Linked DNA regions of Sus scrofa: region 1 is linked to region 2. Evidence: chromatin contacts called from public Hi-C data. All regions are on one chromosome and are shown on one strand. Each heading gives the region's core, a stretch centred on a gene start, on an enhancer-like site or on the middle of the called end of the contact. The rest is flanking DNA. Distances are from core to core; before and after follow the strand shown. Region 1 has its middle 13 kb from the start of CERK. Region 2 overlaps TBC1D22A (TBC1 domain family member 22A).

Region 1 (5,397 bases), core at 510-3,009, 68 kb after region 2:
GACCCTCGGTGAGTCCGGACACCGGGTGAGCAACTCGAATTTAAAACCGTGCGTTTGGGAGTTCCCGTCGTGGCTCGGGTGGGTAACGAATCCGACTAGGAACCATGAGGTTGCGGGCTCGATCCCTGGCCTCGCTCCGTGGGTTAAGGATCCAGCGTTGCTGTGAGCTGTGGTGGGGGTCACAGACGCCGCTTGGATCTGGTGTTGCTGTGGCTGTGGTGTAGGCTGGTAAAGCAGCTCCGATTGGACCCCTAGCCTGGAACCTCCATATGCCGTGGGTGTGGCCCTATAAAAATAAAAAGACAAAAAAAATAAAAATAAAAAAATGAAACCGTGGGTTCAGGTCCCAGTCTGTGTTGTGGCTGGGTCAGGCTGTTCGTGCTGTCAGTGTCGTGTGTGTATGAGCGTGTGGCACATTCTCTTTCTTGTGCTTTCCCGTCGGGTTTGTTGCAGGACGGCGACTGTCGTCCCCTGTGCTGAACTGTAGGACCTTGTTTGGCTTTGCTACTTTTGGGGCTGAATTCACAGCATGTGGGAGTTCCCAGGCCAGGGACGGGATCCACAGCTGCAGCGGCAGCCACACCCGATCTTTACCCCCCTGCCCTGGGCCCGGCATCAAACCTGACACCCACAGTGACTGGAGCCACTGCAGGCAGGTTCTTAACCCACTGTGCCATGGTGGGAGCTCCGGCAGGGCCTTGTTGTTCATCTCTCTTGTCTATAATAGTTGGCCTCTAATCCCAGTCTCCCAAGCCGCCCCCCCTTCCCCCGGCAACCGCAGGCTTGTGGTGGCAACCACACCAAATGCTCCCTGGGACAGTAGTCGGACAGATGAGCAGTGTTTCATAGACACTAACACACTGAAAACAACAAAAATTGCAAACAACCTACATGTCCCCCCACAGACAGAACGGGCGAAGTGAATGATGAGGCAATCGGGTGACGCGGCGCCACGTTGCGCGTGACAACCTCCAGCTCCTCTATTTTTACAAGGTTGTTCACAGCCCATTATTAAGTGTCCAAGGCAGGTCGTGTTTGTTGCAAGGAGTTTAGTGTGTCGACCCAGGAGAAAATTCTAGACCATTCGGCCAGCTAAGATGTTTCCAGATGTAAAACACATGACTCAGCTGATTTAAACATCGAAGAGGATTTATTGGTTCAGGACCTAGAAAGTCCAGATTTGAGCAAGGCTTTTCACCCAGTCCAGCCCGGGCTGCAGATCCACTTCGCAGGGGTGGTTTGGATCCTGTCGCCCTTTGTGGGCAGACTTGGTCTTCAGACTGACTTTGCCCACAGTCACAGGGTGGCTGCCAGCAGGGACAGGGACGAGCCCTTCTGGGGCGTTAGGCTTGCTAGTGACAGCTCTGAAGGCAGCCCCCACCCAAGGGACCAAGCCCCAGGGCACAGCCGCTGGGAAGTGACCCCAGAGCACCATGCAGGGGGACTTCCGCCCCACTTCAGCCCCTCCATCCCTGCAGGTGCCAGGGCAGGGCTGGGTAGGGCGCTGGCTGGATGGGGGAGCCCCGGGGACAGCCCAGGGCGGGTCTCTGTGCAGGAATCCCGTGCCCCTCCTAGAGCAGGCCCAGTCCTCCCCAGCGCCCACCTGCCTCCCAAGCCCCTCGCCCTCACACGTGCTCCCAGGTCTCCCGGCCCCTGGGCCCACAGCACAACTCCAGCGCCTTCGGATCCGCTGGGAGGCTGGCTCCCTCCACGCAGCTTTCCCAGCCGCCTCTAGAGGGCGCAGAGCAAAGGAAGAGCGGGGCCGGGGGCAGGCTGGCCGGGCTGAGCGCAGGGCACCCCGGAGCACGTGCGGCCGCCTGGGGCAGTGCCCGGTCAGTCGGAAGGCATCTGTGTTTGCAGCGAGATGCCTGGGCAGAGTTCTGGGAGCCCCGAGGCAGCTGGGCCCGGGTGCCCTTACCCGCATCCTCCAGGTCTCGCCAGGTCCAGCAGCCTGCCCAGTGCCTGAGACTGGACACACGCCCCCGCCCCGGCCTAGAACTTCAAGCAGCGTGTGGAGTGGAGGGTGTCGGCCAGCAGGGCAGAAGCCCAGGCCAACGAAGGCGGGCAGAGGTGTCTCTGGCAGGGAGGGGTCCATGATGCTGGGTGCCCTGCAGCAGCCCATGGGCCGGATGGAGCCTGCCAGAGGTCATGGATGGCAGCCACCTACACCGGCAACCCACCTCCCACCCCCGACCCCCTCGGTGAGCCCTGGAAACTCAGGATGTGGAAACACAGGATACGGGCCCCCATAGCTGGGGTGCGTGTGGAAGGAAGATTTCAAGGCGCCCCGACGCTCGCATCTTCCCACCCAGAGGAAAGCAGTCGGTTCGGTAGCTTGAGGTGATGTCCTCTAGTTAACGGTCATCTTTTGTCCCCACTACCTGCCCTTCTCGCAGAAACTCCTCTAACTCCCGGCTCCCCCACCTCCTCAGCACAGTTTTCTCCAGGTCGCCCGAGATGCTGCCTCCCGGGCTTGAAGTCCTAAGAGAGCCTAACTCTCGACCTGTGGGCTGTGCTTCCTTCGCAGTCCACACCCTCTTGGCTCGCTGGAATTTGTGTGCCCTGTGCCGGGCCACGCTGGCCCGCCAGCTCCACTCCAGTCCCTGTCACCCTGGCGGCGGGGGTCTCGGGGGCTTTCCGGTAGGGCCCCCGTCCCAGATGTGCTGTGCAGGGCCTGGAACCCTCTCGTCCCTTTCTGGACCATCGGCCCAGCTCTGCTGCCCAGGACGTCTTGGCTGTGGTAGGATTTGCTCAAAGGGAGCGCTTGCTCCCCACCTGGGCCCCCGGCTTGTGAGTATGAGCGTCAGGTCTAGGATGAGCGGCTCCTCTCGGGCAGGCCCCATGCGGGAGGTGGCTTCCCAGGACGTGGAAGGGCTGGGGACAGAGGCCTGAGCAGGTCTGTAACATGAGTCATAACCACCATCCTGCTGACCCACGGGGTCCTTCCAAAGATCAGGGGGGAGGGGGAGGGCACCTCCCCTCATCTCAAGCCCCCGGGAGCTGCTGGTGGGGTTACCCCTGGGAGCTGTCAAAGCCGGGCTGTGGCCCCCGTCCAGCGTGGCCGCTCTGGGCTGCCGGCCAAGGCCGGGCATTAAGCACCTGTCCAGCGTGGCCGAGTTCGGCCCGTGCCCTCCCGCCGCCCGCTTCCCTGCTTCCTCACTTCCTCGCTCACGCCCGTCAGCCACTGACCCCAGACGCGCCTCCACGGCCGCTGCCGCGACCCCACCCAGCGTCCCTCAGACCAGGCGTCCGGCCCGCGGCCCGGCGGGCCTGCGGGAGCAGAGACGGGCCTGAGTCATCACACCCACGGGCCCCCCGGGCAGCGCAGACAAGGAACAAAGGTTCAGAAATTGGGACGGGAGCCTGGGCCTGTTTCCCCAGCGTCAGAACACGTCTGAGCTCCCTCATGCCAGCCACCCACAGAGGCAGTGCCAGCCTCCTCGAGCCCTGCCGCCAGGCCCTGGCTGGCACCCCGCCATGCTGGATGCCAGGGCCCATGTCTTGTAAAGAGCCCCGAGCATCCTCTCCCAGCCCCTCTCCCCCGCCCCCAGCCCCTCTCCCCTCATCTCCTGAGCATCCTGAGTCAGGGCGTCATAGGCCACGTGCGGCCGGAGAACTGGCCAGGGTCCAGTGACACAGTTCTGTGTGACCTGGGCACAGCCAGCCCCTCCGGGCCTCACCTACCCCATCTGTGAAATGGGAGTAATAACCAACCACACAGGATTCCTCTAAAGATCAAAGGCACATACCCGGGAAACTGCTCGGCTGAGATGCAAGCCTTGTACCAGCCAACATGAGGGTTTTGCCACATTGGGGCCGAGGTGGGCCTGCCTCGGGGTGGGGCCTCCAGCATCAGAGGTCCTCTGTGGATGCTGGAGAAGCGAGTTTGCCCGCCCCGAAGCCCCTCCCACCTCCCCACTACCGCCCAGACCAACTTTCCTCCCCTTCACCACACAGCCTGCCACTCCCGGCACTTCCCGCTTGGTTGTGGGTCTGGAATCCGCTGACCCTGGCTTTGCCCCCATGGGGAGGTGGCAGCCTGGCAAAGGGGCTTCCTTTCAGTGCCTTCCTGCCAGCTTCCGCCCGTTTCTTTATTGGAAAAGGAAGAGGGTGGCAAAGGGGTGAATTTGTTGGCGCAGGAGTTTAAGCGGGAGACGAAGCTGGCGCTGTGCACCTGGACTCAGCCCTCTCCTGCTTCCTGCTCCCAAGGACGTCACAGAACACCCAGGGCACGCAGGTGCAAGCACTGGGCCGAGCGTCTGGGACCAAAAATGCCGCCGGGAGCCTTAGGGATTGGAGGAGGGTGCCTGGGAGTCCTCACTGCTGCGCCCCACTTTGTAGATGGGCAGAGTGAGGCCCAGAGACCAGTGATTTGTCTAAGTCTGAGATGGACTCAGCCCAGCCTCCCTGACTCCCCAGCTGGTGTCGTTTCTGCTGCCCCCAGCTCTTGATGGGCGCGGTCCCCCAAAGGAGAGCAAGAACAGAGGACAGTGGGCTGGAACGGTCATGAGAATGGCCCAAGGTCACCAGGCCTGCCAGCAGAGCAGCCCGGGACAGAAGAGGCCCCTCGGCCCCTAGCCTGGGGTCTCTGCCCACACCAGCTGCTCCAAGTGGACAGAGAGGTGGAGGCTGGCTGGTGCCAGCTCTGTGCCAGTCCCGTCCAGGCATCTACTCCTCAGCCGGCCTCTAGGGCCGGGCGGTGGGCAGGTGGCCTCCAGGTCCAGGCGCAGAGCGCTTTCAGGCCCTGGTCCCTGGACCTGATGGGACAGAATGAGGGCTACCTGTATGCAGATCACCTGGGGAGTGTGTGGACTGTGCAGGTCCCCCCCCGCCCCCAGCTGATGGAACCAGGATCTCTGGGGGCTGTGCCTCCCCCTCCCCCAAGGCCTCTGGGCTTTGGCCTGTGGACCAGCAAGAGGCAAAGCTGGGTGTGTTCCCAGGGAGGGGGCATCCTCGGCCCCCTCCCCCAGCGGAGGTACACTGCGGGTGGAATTTTCCACGACCTGCCACCAGCTGTCCTCAGGGAGGCCGTGGCGGGTGTGCCGGCCCCTGGCTTGGGAGCAGCTGCTAATTGGCATGATCTGTTCTATTTCTGCTCTAGACCTAAATGAGGTCACCCCACCGGTGTCGCCTGAGGTGAGCCCAGCTGGAGAGCTGGTGGCTCAGGGCCCCCGCGGCCCGGCTCCACGCCCGGGGAAGGCTGGAAACCTGGAGCAGGACAGCCCAGGGTGCTGCCCGCTTGAAACTGCAGGCACTTGCCAGGACCTGGGGCTTCAAGTGCCAAAGCAGGGCCACACCAGAAAGGCCGGGAGGGATCGGTCCGAGGGGGCAGGTGTTTCCGGGGAGCCTGCTGTGTGCCGTGGCTTTCTGGCTGAGCTGGTTGTTGGCCGCTCCCAG
Region 2 (5,856 bases), core at 193-2,692:
CTGAAATCTGTGAGCGGGCTGGCGGGCTGGCTGTTCCACCGCCCCAGGACCCACTTCCCTAGAAAGGACTGTATGTTCCTGTTCCGTGAGGTTGACCCTGGCTGTGTGCTGTGCTCTGGCCAGTGCAACGTCGTGGGTGTGACACACAGTGTCCTGGAAAAGCCGTGGGAGGCCCCAGGAGTTTCCACCAGCCCTCAGCTTCCGCGGTCCATGGCGAGAACAGTCCTAGACAGAGACCGCGCTTCCGAACCAGGGCCTGGGTCGGGGCTTCCCCTGTGGCTCACACCAAACAGGGCCCGGGGATTTCTCTTCTCCGAGACTGTCCCCCGCGCTGGGGAGGCAGGGAGCGGACCTGAGCGTGGCGGTGATGAGCAGCAGACGGACCCCGGCCCCAGCATCCCTACAGAGCCCTGCCTCAGGGCCGCCACGACCACACCCGCGACGCCCTCCCTCAGCTCCAAACGCTTGGTCCACAAACACTGCCTCCCCTGAAAAGGCGTCCACCTGCCGCGGTGCACTGCCCCCTCCCTCCCGCAGGTGTCAGACCCGCCTCTCCAGCCCCTGGCAGTCCCTGGGAATAAGGTCCGTCTCCCTTTCCTTTGCTCCTTTGTGCGCTTGGTGCCCAGCACAGTTGTCCCTGGATCTGTTCATTTGCTGCGGGTTTTTTTAAGACCGCATTATTTAGAAATACTGACACATTCAGTCTTCGTAACATCATTTCCGTCTGAACACCTAACAGTGAATTTCAAAGCTCCGACCCCCAAACAGGAAGAGAGCCAGTTTTGGAAAGAGAGCCTGGAGACGACCTGAGAAGTGCATGGAGGGGACTAAGAGGCAGGAGGCCTCAGGAGGCACGTAAATGCCCCCGTCCCCGTCGCTGAGATTAAGAGCTGCGTTACCACTCCCTACCGTGGGCAAACAGGCCATCGTAGACGCTTATTTTACGGCTCAGTCTCTCATACATTATGCAGGAGGACAGTCTTAACTTGGCTTTTCTCTGGCCTTCCAGATGCAGTATTAATTTGGCAGCAGCATTAAGCAGCTGTATTCTCTCCATGCTTGTAAGTCAGTTCTAAGAGTTCTGTCGCTAATCAGCAGCAGAAACAGAAATGACTTCACGAAAGTCATGGAGCTTAGAAGAAAGAGGCTATGACAGAGGCTTCTCCACGAGGTCCCCGCTCTCGCCAGGCCACCAAGCACGGTGAGGTCTAGATGGGTGTCGGAGGAGGCACAGGTGCTTGTGGGAGTCCCAGGAGGGGATCACAGAGAAAGAGGGAAACCTGGGGGAAGGTGGAGCCCACTGGGAGCCCAGGAAACCCACCACACAGGCAGCTGCTTGACTCGGGAGCTGTGAGGGGGTGGGATGAGATTCCGACCAAGGCAGGACTTTGCAGGCCGCCCCTCAGCTGACTTCAGCTGCCACACCCAGAAGGGAAGAGGCGGGCCTCGCCGGCCCCCAGGCCCCTCGCAGGGCAACTCTGTGGCCCCCAGGCTCCTCGGGCCGCGCCTCCTTGCCTGCCTGCTTTCCTCGCTCACCAGCGTCCTATCCTGGTGGGTCTGCGTCTCGCCTCTCACGTGTCTCTCGCGGAGACGTGAAGAACCCGACCCTCGGTGAGTCCGGACACCGGGTGAGTGATGCGAGTTCAAAACCCTGGGGTTAAGTCTGTGAGAATTCACATGTGTCTCTTCTACCCAAGGAAGCCGTGGTTCCTCCATTTGGTTCCTGCTTCATCCGAGACCCCACCTTCCCTCTCCTCCCAATAACGGTTTGTTTCAAATCAGCCAACCGGGAAGGCTGTGCGCCCTGACCTGACCCGTGGGAAGGGGACAGAGGCACCGCCGGCGTCAGGGATGCGTGGGCGGGCCTTCCTGCTTCGCGTGGGCTTTCTGGGCGCCCGCGGCCTCCTGCCGAAGGAGAGAGCCTCGTCGAGCTTTCCCGTGTGTGCGTCTCACCTTCCCACACTGACGTCCGGGCCCGCGTCACCTTTCTGCTGCCAGTCCCGATCTGGGTCCTGGCCGGGTGTGCGTCCCTGGCCGGGTTCCGGCCGGCACTGCTGTCAGTTTCCGTCCCACACACACAGTCTAAGAACTTCGAGATGCCCCTGGGCTCCCTCCGGCCCTCCTCACCGAGTGGACCTCGGGGTGTGAAAATGCACTCGAGGCCCGCGCCCCGCAGGGGCCCCCGCAGGACCTGACGAGGCTGGGGGTCGGGGGGGGGGCGCAACACAAGAACAGGAACCCATCTGGCCTCAGTTCCGGGCAAGGAACTTGGGGATGTGCGGCCTCACGGCCTCTGCCGGCCTTTCTAGCGCCTCCTGCTCCGCGTCTGAAATGGGGACGGTGACAGTGTGAGGTAAGACGTAGGAAGCAGGGACAACAGCGCCTGGCGTGGCGGTCCCGTGCACCAGACGTCAGGGTGGGCGTGTGTGTGTGTGTGTGTGTGTGTGTGCGTACAAGTGTACGTGTGTATACACGTGAGGGGCACATCCAAAGCGGGGGCGGGCCAGTGTGGCTAGAAGTGAGGGGCTGAGAGCAGCCCAGGACGAGGTGGGAGGGCAAAGGCCAGACCGGAAGGGGCCTGGCCTCGGACCCCAGGCTGAGGAGTCTGAACGTCACCCCTGAGCCACAGGCAGCCTGTCCAAGGCCTTGCAGGAGACTCTAACACAAGCTGACAGGTGTCAACAGAAGACTGCACGTGGGAGGCAGGTGGCAGAGGAAACAGCACAAGAAGGCCGGCCCGGACACTCACAAAACGGTCCCGGCCAGAGACGGGCGAAACCTGACCTGGCACAGTGGCGGTGGCAACGGACAGAGAGTGTGAGACAGACAGGCTTTCCCCGCGACCAGGCGGCACTGGGGAGAAAGAATGCTGCTGACAGCAAAGGGTGAGGGAGTTCCCGTCGTGGCTCAGTGGTTAACAAACCCAACTCGTATCCATGAGGACATGGGTTCGATCCCTGGCCTGACTCAGTGGGTTAAGGATCCGGCGTTGCCGTGAGCTGTGGTGCAGGTCACAGACACGGCTCGGATCCTGGGTTGCTGTGGCTGTGGTGTAGGCTGGCAGCTGCAGCTCCAATTTGACTCCTAGACTGGGAACCTCCATATGCCATGGCCACAGCCCTCAAAGGACAAAAATAAAATAAAAATAAAAGCAGAAGGTGAGAGCCAAGGAGCACGGCAGGCCGTTCAAATGCTTCTGGCCTCTTCAGCTCTCCCTCCTTGAGCTCGCCTCCCGGAGAAGCTGCAAGCCTCTTCTGTTTAACTTCATCACTCTTCCATGCATCTATCCGTCCCGGCAGCGAGGGGGGCTCATGCTTAAAACTGTCCCCGCAGTTCCCGATGTGGCTCAGCAGAAACGAACCCGACTAGCATCCATGAGGACACAGGTTCAATCCCTGGCCTCGCTCAGGCTGCCCAAGCCCCGTATCTTCCAGCAGAAATGACGGCCACACCCCCTGGGCAGGCCGGTCACCTGCCCGCTGGCAGCCAGGCCTCTCCGCTTCAAAAAGGCCGTCACTCACGAAGCAGCCCGTGTGGCTCGTGAGGAAGGAGAACGGGAGATCCTGGCAGGTTCCGGTGGCGGGAGGGGCTTCGGGATGGGCAGGGAGGGGCAGAGAGGCAGGGAGACAACCCGCGGGGAGAAGGCCAAGGGCACCACGAGCACGCAGACCTCGACCCTCTTGCCCACGACCGCTGCCCGAGCAGGCCCGGCGGAGGCACCTGGCGAAGGGCGAGGGGCCAGACCCCACCCGCTGCCTCCCTGAGGCCAGCGTCCGACCGGCAGGGACCGGTCAGCAGAAGCCCCCGCCCCGGGCGGCAGCGGCTGTGGGCTAAGCACGCGGCGGACACGGGTTCTAACCAAACGGTGCCGCCGCCCCGCGTGACTCGCAAATAGATGGTGCAGAACCCCTCACCGGAACTTGCCCTCCTGGCGCAAAGAACGACGCCTGCCGCCCGACAGCAAGCCTGACCGGGAAGGGGCTCTGGTGGTGGCTTTTTGGCAAAGGAAGAAAACGGTCTACGGTGAGCTGCTCTCACACAGGCACACACACGGAAAGGCAAGCCGCGTCGGGAGCTGCTCCCGCGGGCTCGTTCGACAGCGACCCGAGCCCCAGGCAGGAGCCGGGAGCCACGAGGACGCCGAGGCCTCGACCTGGAACCAGACCAACGCCAGCCCCGCCCCGCAGCCGTCCAGCCCGGGCATCTCACCCGTGGCCACACGTATGAAGGGCCAGCACCGGCTCCCGAGAAACTCAATCTTGCAGGGAACTCGGATCAGGTGGTAAGAAACTAATGGCTTTAAGCGCCTTCAACGGCTGGTGAAAATGTCTCAAATCCGCCCACACCCAGGGAAGCTGACTGTCACTAAGAAGGGGACGCAGAGTGACCCCTTAAGACAGAAACCGCTGACCAGTCACATGGGAGAGAAGAAAGGGGCACAGATGCACCCGGTGCGCTGGCTCACACCCCAAGTGCTTTAGGGAAACTCCTGGGAACAGAAATGCCAACCCAGACATGACTCTGACTGCATTTCAGGGGGTTTGGTGTGTTTTCAGAAATCTCAGGATCCGGAGAACTCCAGAAATGAACCAGCCCAGGGACCACGGGCCGAGATGTCCCTGCAACTCCACGACCGGGTCTCGTCAATTCTGAGATGACAAGGAGCAGCGCTGGAACTTGCCAGGAAGGGGTCTGTGCTCTGCAATCAGGATCAGATTGTCCAGAAGAGCGAACAGCCCGGGGCCGTGCGCGGATCCCCCAGGCGCTCCCTCATGTTGCCCCCGCAACCCTACGCCCACGGCAGAGCAGCAAGCGGGTGAGGAGCCCCAGGGAAGGTCACAGACCAGGGCAGGAGGGGCCAGGGCTGGGCCAGCCCGATGCTCCCGGCAGCAGGCTGCTCCCGGCAGGAGGCCATCAGGCACGGATGCTCAGGCCAAGCCTGCAGGTGTCTCTCTGAAGCACCAGCGGAGAGCCCGAGTGAGAGTCTGTGGTCCCGGGACCCTCCGCAGAAGCACAGACACAATGTCCAAAAGACAGAAAAGAGCTGTAGAAAGGGCTACTGCTGCTTCTCCAACACAGAGCGGAACCTGGGGAAACAGCAAGCAGACAGAAACGCGAAACAGGTCTCTGGAAGGGCTGCTTTGACCCGGGGCCACGCTTCCTTTGAAGCAGGATTCGTGTTGACGTGGGGAGCGGGGGGCCTGCAGCCAGACTGCCAGGTTCAAGCCCTGACTCTTCCACTGAGTGGCCAAGTTCACCTTCAACAAGGAAAGCCTGAGCCTTATTCTCTCGGCCATAAAGAGGGCCTAACTCTCGCTCCACAGGACGGCTGTGAGAACAAGGCCAAGCGCTCTGAGGCCCTAACATGCCTGCCCCAACCGTGCCTACCACTCCCCCGGAGTCCTGGGCACTGTACTGTCCCACCAGGTCATCTGCCTGCCTGCCAGGTCATCTGGTGGTCTCAATGGGAAAGCCCACTCACCACTACCAACCCCGCCACAGAAAACCAGCACAGAAAATTGACAGCAGGAATACAGAATGCCCCTCATGGTGAAAAAAAGAAACCTTGACCAAGTCTTTAAAATCGGCACATTCTGGGAATTTCCGTTGTAGCGCCGCAGAAATGAATCTGACTAGTATCTGTGAAGATGCAGGTTCAATCCCTGGCCTTGCTCAGTGGGTCAGGGATCCCACATTGCTGTGGCTGTGGTGTAGGTCGGCAGCTGCAGCTCCCATTCAACCCCCAGGCTGGGAACTTCCAATATGACACAGGTGTGGCCCTAAAAAGCAAAAAAACAAGACAGGCACATTCTTTGACACAACCTGGGAACGATGCCAAGGAAACAGCCAGAGGGA

What was found. Hi-C and Micro-C count contacts between places; a contact is called where the count stands out from the background.
Region 1: a contact with region 2 is called in a Hi-C map of retroperitoneal adipose tissue, with 5 times the contacts expected there. The contact joins two enhancer-like sites. A contact is called at or near these places in 4 of 47 Hi-C or Micro-C datasets (liver, retroperitoneal adipose tissue and skeletal muscle).

Annotation. Positions count from the first base shown.
Region 1 is chr5:2,802,827-2,808,223 of Sscrofa11.1, forward strand. No RefSeq gene overlaps it. Among named protein-coding and RNA genes, the nearest start is that of CERK, 13 kb to the right of the region's middle. Within about 2 kb of position 1,760, at least 17 of the 83 cell types and tissues checked have an H3K27ac peak or open chromatin away from gene starts, as enhancers often do. A contact at or near this core is called in retroperitoneal adipose tissue, where this site is marked.
Region 2 is chr5:2,735,054-2,740,909 of Sscrofa11.1, forward strand. The region is part of intron 5 of TBC1D22A (TBC1 domain family member 22A); the gene reads right to left. Among named protein-coding and RNA genes, the nearest start is that of TBC1D22A, 49 kb to the right of the region's middle. Within about 2 kb of position 1,443, at least 1 of the 83 cell types and tissues checked has an H3K27ac peak or open chromatin away from gene starts, as enhancers often do. A contact at or near this core is called in retroperitoneal adipose tissue, where this site is marked.